Linked DNA regions of Sparus aurata: region 1 is linked to region 2. Evidence: chromatin contacts called from public Hi-C data. All regions are on one chromosome and are shown on one strand. Each heading gives the region's core, a stretch centred on a gene start, on an enhancer-like site or on the middle of the called end of the contact. The rest is flanking DNA. Distances are from core to core; before and after follow the strand shown. Region 1 holds the start of mkks (MKKS centrosomal shuttling protein). Region 2 holds the start of LOC115596549.

Region 1 (4,273 bases), core at 1,259-3,758, 140 kb after region 2:
TGCAGGCATGCATATGAAACAAATAAAGGGAGCCAATGCAATATCTGGTCAACTAGGCACACATGGCATTACGGAGGATGTGAGAGATCAGTGCAAATGTCTGCGGCCCTCGTCCAAAAACTCTCAATAAATGAAACATCAACAAAAGAGAAAGCAGTGGCTTTTCCTGCACTTAACAAAAACATCTGATGCGCATTATTCCTGACAGAGCATCAGACCGAGGATGAACCAGCTTGGCTTTTTAATAGAATGAGTTTTCTCTGCTCTGTATGGCCGTGCCGATTAACAAAAGGCTCTCGGGGAGGCAGTCAGATGAGATTTGCAAAAGGTGACCAGAAACTCTGAATAAAGTGTTCTGAGGGATGAATAATAACATCAGAATGTGGAGGCAGTCGAAACGTGTACCTGTACTTCCCCCTAGTGGTCAAAGAATTTGCTACTGAGAAGGACAAAACTGTGAGCAAAGATGTTTTAAAACAAAAAAATGAATAAAGTACATTTTGAGAAGAAAGTGCACAGTACATTCCGCCATTGCATATTTTACACTTCTGAACAACAGCTTTACAGTGGTTTGGTATAGACCATAATAACTCTAGCCACTTGAGCCACTTGACTGTCTGTCGCAGTTCTACTGTTTGGCAATAACACAAACATAGTTGTTTATCATGAACACTGACAAAAGCTGAGATGCTTTAATCAAATGCAGATTCATCGTCTTCTTTAGTATCTAGTGTGCATTTTGTGTGGGGAAACATTTTGTTTAAAGTAATTATGAGGCTTTGTGGTCAGTGAAAAGCACCCAAAAGCTATTTTGCTTGAAAACAATAGATTTTACAGCACATGCCATATGTACATGTTCAAAAGATACAAAAGAATGTATTTGTGAAGATGCCTGAATGAACATCTTTTAATTTCGGTAACATTCTTGCGTAATTAGACCATCTTGCTTTGTTACACATTTTTATGGCAACATACTAACTTTGCAAAAAAAAAAAAAGGGGGGTTATAAACCCTTGGCTTAACCGGTTTATACAATAGAGCATAGGTACAGAATTGAATTAGGTTTGCTGAGGAAGGTTCCCAGTAAACATAATTAAAAAATCTAAACTTTGCATATTCCAAAACTCTTTGAAATCTTAAATGTGGAGTTAGGCACGGATAAAGCGGAAGAAGATGGATGGATGAATGGATGGAGTTAGACACAACACTTAGTATCATATTTTTTTATGTTATTGTCTATACGTATGTTCATCCCAGGCCTTATTCGATAGTAGGCTCACAAAACTACTGTTAAGCCTATTTATCCCCATGGGGGAAATTGCTTGAATTACAGATGCTCCCTCTGGAATAGAAAATATCACGCTGTAGATATAAACAAGATTGGAGCTGTTGCACATTTTGGTATAACACGACATTATTGAATATAACACTATAATACCATATAACTCAGTATATTTCTTTAATACAACACTGCAGTAGGCTCTGTATACTAATTCATTTTCACTTACCTTAATAACAAATTTAAGAGGAGCCATTTCAGTGAACACTGCAGTCAGCTTGTTTCACCTGGAAGAAGTGTACAATCAGGGATTACACATAGTGGCCTGAAACATGCACTTTCCAGCAACTTTGTATGTTGATACTTGTTAGATAATGTTGAATAAGTGACAGAGCTTTTGAATGGCATGTTCTACTCAAAATAATGTAAATCCTCACGTCAACCGACATGGATGGTAAACCACTCTAACCTAGCTAACAAAGATTGGTTAAATTTTGCGTTAACGTCATATCCATAGAGCTCGTTTTAATATATTCAGACTGTGTAAACCAACTTAGACTAAATAAATATGGCCAGTTCAAATGCAGGTAGTCTCCAGCTAAAGCATTTTCGTCGTAATATCTAATTAGAGTTTATCGAGCGTGTTAAGTTACTCATTCTGTTAACTTCTCGGTTCGTTTAATGAGAACAGCTGGGCTCACAAGACGAAAGGCCAGTTCTAAGAAACAACATGGTGGCTCTAACGTTTAGCCATTGTTATCACATTACACGTTAATAACACTGCAGCAGTTTTAAATTAACATTCGGTCGATATTACGCTGGGTAAGAACCTTAAAATTGACAACAAATTTCATACCGCCAACAGTTTTCAAAAGGAGGCTGCAAGAGATGACGTCACTTGGTTTGTAGTCCGAAAACGGCAAAAGCTTTCAGTGGATGACTCTTGCCAAAAACAACACATCGCGGAAATACTGAGCAAGGTAAAAAAAAAAATAAAAAAAAAAATAGTGCCCATCTCTGTTTTTCAGCGGGGTAGTAGCGTTATTAAGTAATGAATTAATATATGTCGCTACGGTAACAATTTCTAAAAACGTCCAAAAGTATGCGACTGTTAATCGAATAGGACCCAACAAGGACCCAACGCAGTGATCGCTGCCATGGAAACGACTTGCATATTGGAGAAGCCTGCATCAACCTCGTCGTTAAATGTTATCGACATGTCTAAATATGATCTTTAATCGGATAATAGCGAGTATGACATTCAATCAACATTATCGTGTTTGTTTTAATGTACTATGGTTAAAGTTGTATCAAGTCTTTTGTTTATTTTCTGGTCAGGCACTGCTGTAAGTGTCACTACCCGAGTCGTGGCAAGCAAAGGCGCTTAACATGGAAGCAGGAAGGTGGCGTTTTCTATCAAACAACTAAAACAGCTTAAAGGACACTATAGTCGCTTATAAGTCGTCTCTTTTTCGTCATTTAGAGAGTAAACTCACTTCTGAAAGTTATGCCAAGCAACTCCTGTAACGTTTTTCTGTTGACAATGACCTTCCAGTGAATCTGCTGTGCCAGTGCTGTCAGAAAGTGTTGCTTCAATGATGTCTCGGCTCGCCAAGAAATCTCCATCTCTTTGTACGGACCAACCACTGGACAACACTGATATTTGTAACAAGCTTTATTTGCTTCGTCATCTCCTGACGTCTTGCTTTGGCCCGAGAGGAAGACTAAAACAGGTCCACAACAACATTGGAGGGCGCGTTGTAACTACCTCAACCTCCTCAGTTCTCCTGTCTGCTGTTTCCTCCTCACAGCCTTTCATCAATCTGATCAAAATCTCCATTCTCAACCACGTCTCTCGTTTCAGTGACTGTGGTTTGTTTGCTGCTATTCTCTGTTTGTCTATCATTGAGCGAGCAAAGCAGTCTGGTCTCAGGGGGAGTGTGGTTATCAAAGTGAACAAGTACTTGCTGGATTTGTGTACGTGTTACCTACAGCAAGAGGACTGTGGTGTTAGAGTGAAGCTGGATTTCTGCAGCAGCCAGAACTTGATCAAATTAGCTCGCAGTAGCATCTCCAGCAAACCAGCGTGTGTGCTAACAGAGCAGGAGACACTTCACATCAGCAGGTTGGCTGTCCAGGCTTTTTTGCTGACAGTTCCCTGTAACAGCCCAGGAACTACTGTCACACTTGGCAAAACAGTGATTGTCTCTGTTGAAGGTCACTCAGTGCTGAGCTCTTCAGTGTTTCCAGGTCTACTGGTGGACATGCCTGATGTCTTTCACCTCAACAACATGGAGTACCTGCATTCAAATCCACTGCGCATGGTGTTGTTTAGTGCATCTCTTGCTGGTGATCTTTCTGAACTAGGAGACGGGAGAATTGAGATGCACCCAGGTGTAGATACAGATTCACAGATCTTAGATCAGCTCCTGGAGCTCGGCAAACAAGTGGTTAAAGATGAGGTGAAGCTCTTTGTATGCCAGAAGGTGATCCACCCCGTTTTACAGCAGTACCTGAGGAGTCGTGGTATCATAGTGATAGAGCGACTGGGAATCACTCTCATGGAGCCACTTACTCAGCTGACAGGTAGGCCTGTACAAGTTTTTAAATCCTGGGTAGACCAATTTGACACATTAAGGTGTGTTTACAGGTGTTGAGGAGTGCTACTGCACAAAAGTAGCCTAAAACCTTTTTTGTCTATAAAGGAACCTGCATGTAATCTAATATATTTCCTCCAGTGATGTCACTCAGTGGCTCAGTTGCATTGTGGGTAATGTAGGGAAACGCCTGTGTCTGAAAGTCTGTTGGACTCATTTTTGACAGTTTAAAAACAAAAGCTCAAAATTGTCACAGCAGAACCAGAGGTATTGCCTTGATTACATGCATTCTTCTTTCTTTTCAAAACACGGAGCCTACATTACCCACCATGCAACTTAGACATTGGGTGACATCACTGAGACCTTTTTTTATTGGATTACATGCTGCTTTCTCTGG
Region 2 (4,546 bases), core at 889-3,388:
GACATCATTCCTGGTCTGACTTGGCTCAGTCGGGACAAGTCAAAGCATGAGCGAGTTCCCTCACCGCTGACTGGTTAGCACAGGCAGACACACTGCACACACGCATGCAAACACAGACGCAAACTGAGCGATGCAGGTTTGGTGCGTGATAAAGTTTGACAAGCATTCACACACAGACACGCACAGGGTTAATGACAAAGCAAAGCCTTAGAGTTGAAACTTTTCAGCACATTTATGTAATGGATAGGCAAAAGTGATGCTTATCGTGTCCAGTATTATTGTCCTCCCCTGGTCTGAAAAGAAATTAAGCTCTTTGAGAGACGACCGAGGGAGGAGAGCAATGCTGAGTCACAGGAACCCAAAACCTGGGAACCGCCTGCCAAGCCACGCACTGGGAATACACACACAATGGCTAAAAAGGGATTCCGACAAAGGGGAACTTCTGCAACTCCCAAAGGAGGCGTTCGAGGTACTGTAGCCATGTCACATAATGACCGCAATTTCATCTGAATGGGGAAGCGAGATCAAAACGAAGAGGCAACACATGAGCTCAGCAGCTGGACGGAACGAACCATCATCTGGGGGTCATTTGGCTCTCACCTAGAGCTTGCGTAAATGGAAACAGGAGGACTTAAATACAGTTACTTTTGCAAATTTACCTCAAGGAAACTCACCCAGGTTGTGCTCAGTAAATGCCATGAGATTTATTCCAGTGTTGAAGATCCCTATGACAGATAGACACCGGGTCAAGACACTGGCTGAATTTTACGAAGACACTCCAACATTTTTGGACATTTTCAACTCAAAGATGTGTTTGCAGCCAAAGAGCACACATTTTGAGTTGTCATTGTAGGTTGGCACACGTGTTAACTCACAATAATTCAAATTGTCCCTTTTTTAATTTCTTCTCAAATCAAAATATCTTTCTACAAGAGTCACATACGCAACCAGTCAACAGGAAAGCTTTGGAGTTGTAAGCAGGTACGTATGACAAAGCTCAGCAAGCTGCTTGCAGATTTTTTGCTAAGCTAGGGTAAATATCACAGAGCTACCGAAAATAGTTCAGCACCAATCTTCTCATCTATCTCTTTGTAAGAAGGCAAACTTTTTTCCCATAATGTCAGTATGGCTTTAATGAATCAGCACTGGAGATGTTATTGCAGTTGGACTCACTTTTCTGAGAGCACTCAGGAAGAGGAGCCACCTGGTAGATGCTACGTAAGAACCTGGGTTTTGTTTTCTCTTTATCCCCCACTTCGGTTGGCATGGGCTCTTTATCTTCTCCCAACTGATCACTTTGGCCCTCCTCAGTTGCTGCACCATCAGCACTGACCTTACTCTCAGCCACTGTGAATTCCTCTGATGACTCCTCGGTCTCCACCCTCTCTGTCTTCTCTTTGTAACTATCCTCGTCGCCAGCAGCAAAGCTTCCGTCACTTCCAGATGTGTGCGCCACGCTCTCCTCTGAATTAATGTCAAAGAACTGATCGTCGTCGGCCACGTCAGAGGGAGTGGGTGGTATCAGATTAATGACAGGTTGTGTCAGGAGGCTTCCCGAAGCTGCCGTGCTATTGGTGCCACTCCCAAACAGTAACGTGTCTTCCTCCTCTTCTTCGTCATCTTCGACACTGGTACAAGTGGCAGCCATTTTGGCCTGGATAGGGAGGGAAGACAGGGGCTTCAGTCGTTTCTTCTTCAGGGCCCTGGTGCAGGCACACACGGAGCTGGCTGAGCAGGCCATGCTGGTCCCCGGGGTCAGGAGGTCCTCCTCGAACAGGCTGAAGCTGCTGTTAACTATGCCCAGATCCTCCACTGTAATCTGGATAGCCTGCATCTCACCTGATCCCCGCTGATCCAAGTGTGGATCCTGAGGGCCACTATTAATCTTCCTTTCCTGTCCCTGCAGAGAATCCTTCTCCTCCCCTCGCAAACATGAGCAGCAGAACAGCCCCCGTGAAAGACTCTGGGTGCCCTTTCTCCAACGAGGCCGCTGTCTTCCCGCATCTGCGCTTGCCATAGTAGCGGCTGCCGGACCTTACACTGGCTATACTGCGAAACACACCATTTTTCAGATAATCCTCCACAGACAGAAGATAACAACTATCCACATCTCTGAGATATAACACTACCCTGTGAGAGACGCCACAGCATCTGCACACAACACAAACACTCATCTGCAACATGTGTTGCTTAGGAGAGAAATAAATGGGCCAATTCATGCTCTTCAGGTCAGGTGAATACTTGAAATGAATGTAGCGCTTTGATATGTAAAGCAGCGTCATTGTAGATACAGCTGTCTTTTAAAAAGGCTCCTAGTAAGACAGCAGTATCCTACCATAATAAAATCTTTGCACAGGCTATATATAATGTAGATAATACCAAAAAATATACACCCTACTATACTTCATTAGATTCACCTGGTTTACATTTCATCAATGCACATATCTCAGTGCATTTAGGCATGTACACATGGTCAAGATGATTTGTTTCACAATTGGAGAGAAAGTTGATTTAAGTGAATCTGAACATGGCACGCATGCGGCTGGCTGACTGGCTAGTTGGAGTGTTTTTCATAACCTGTTGATCTACCGGGATTTTCACATCCATCTCCAGGGTAACCATCTATTGAGCTGATAGAAAGGCAACAAATAACCACATCTTTCAACAAGGAAGCGTCTCTGAACACGCAACATGTCAAACATTGAAGCAGAATTACACGCTGGGTGCCACTCCTGTCAGCTAAGAGCAGGAAACCAAGGCTACAATTGGCACGGGCTCACCAAAATTGGACAGTGGAAGATTTGAAAAACATTTTCTTGTCGAATGAGCCTCGATCTCTGCCGGGACATTCAAATCACAGGGTCAGAATACGGGTATTCAGGCTGGTTGTGGTGGGGGGGATATTGTCTTGGCATACTTTTGGCCCCTTAGTACCTATTTAGCATTGTTTAAACGCCACAGTGTATTAAGTATTGTTGCTAACTATGTCTGTTCCTTTTCATCCAGGGTCCAGTCAATCTTCTAATGGCTACTTTCAGCAGGATAACGTGCCATGTCCCAAAACTCAGATAATCTAAAACTGATTTCTGGAACATGAAAATGAGTTCACTGTACTCAAATGGCTTCAACATGAACCCAGTCTCACTGCATCTGGGACGTGGCAAATCAAGAGATTCACGACGTGGATGCGCAGCGACTGCGTGATGCTCGTCATGTCAATATGGACCAGCACCTTGTTAAATCCATGACACAAAGGATTAAGGCAGATCCAAAGGCACAAGGTACGCAAAATGTGGACCTAAAAAAGATAAAATCAGTCATGCATTTCTATGAATTAACAGCGTTTGCGTGTGAGGTTTAGTGCACGTCCTCGCATGAGCGTGCATGTGATTGCATTAGTACAACTCAGTGTTCAATTTCTCTGCGGGTCATCTGTCGGAGGCTTTCGGGCGAGTTTGGAAACAGGTGAGAATATGGGCTGGCGGATGCTTGGCTCATACAACCCCTATGGCATCAGATGACATTTCCTTCATTCCACAGGCCCAGTCCTGTCCTCTGCTACATGATAAGTCGTCCAGCTTCAGCTTAAAACCATTTTACCACACCACCCACATCGAGGGCTTGCATGAAAAGATGATATCCGTGGTTTCTCACGCCCATGGAGCGACAGTAGAATGATGGGAGTAATCACTCCTCCGGCAGAATCCACCTCTCACCTTGCAGTGTCTGTTTGCAGTGAAAGTAAGCTGCTACTGTTTGTGTCTTTAACTCTGCCATAACTTTTCCCAGTTTCTTCCATTTGCTACCCTCATCAGCATTTGTTTCTCTCCTATAAGACATTCATCTCCTCTGTTTACAGGCCGGTTTTCCAAGAGCCAGGATGTTTACCTGCTACTGTTTATTGAATCCAGATTAACTTCCTAGGGCTTTAAAGTTATTTTCATATCTTTCTTCAGGCATTAAAAGTAAGTGCCAATGCGTTGTATCACCCACATTCATATGGAAAACTCGGCTCTATGTTTAAATTAAAATCTACCACAAAGGTTGCCTTAATTGGGGTTTTAACAACGCTGACTATTTTCTCCCAAATAAAAGCTGACCTCAGACACAGTAACTATTCTCAAATTAGACTAAACAATTTGTTGGCGTGCAGTAGTATAATTTCTGCACACTGGCAGCAGATATGAGTAAAAGTAGTTCACTCTATTTATCTAGATACTCTGAGCTTCTCAGGTTGTAAAATTCTACAGAGACTTTGTTGCTAGGCACAAAATTACAGCACCTCAAGGTGATTTCAGTGGGGGGCCACCTGACTTTTGACAGACTTAGTGCAGGGCTGAAGGCTATTTGCAGTGGAGTGCTTTTATCCCCTGCACTTCTGCTGTAAGAAAAGGTGATCTGAACTGAAGATATCTGAGTATTAGCAGCAGATATTATATTATATACAACTATTTGGGGTCAGTTTGAGCTCAGCTTTGTGTCAAGCTGAGAGCTGCAGTACATGTGAAGAGGACATGCATTATATAGAGCTCTCCACAGCTGCAAA

What was found. A called contact is a pair of places that touch in the nucleus more often than the background predicts.
Region 1: a contact with region 2 is called in a Hi-C map of skeletal muscle, with 4 times the contacts expected there. The contact joins the promoter of mkks here to the promoter of LOC115596549 in region 2. A contact is called at or near these places in 2 of 2 Hi-C or Micro-C datasets (skeletal muscle and an unstated tissue).

What each region holds. Positions count from the first base shown.
Region 1 is chr15:13,112,917-13,117,189 of fSpaAur1.1, forward strand. mkks (MKKS centrosomal shuttling protein) reads left to right here and starts at 2,509. Exons shown (of 4, transcript XM_030442276.1): 1 at 2,509-3,865. The coding sequence starts at 2,875. slx4ip (SLX4 interacting protein) reads right to left here and starts at 2,374. Exons shown (of 7, transcript XM_030442281.1): 1 at 2,136-2,374; 2 at 1,509-1,566. The coding sequence starts at 1,535.
Region 2 is chr15:12,972,474-12,977,019 of fSpaAur1.1, forward strand. LOC115596549 reads right to left here and starts at 2,139. Exons shown (of 16, transcript XM_030441738.1): 1 at 1,174-2,139; 2 at 675-725. The coding sequence starts at 2,017.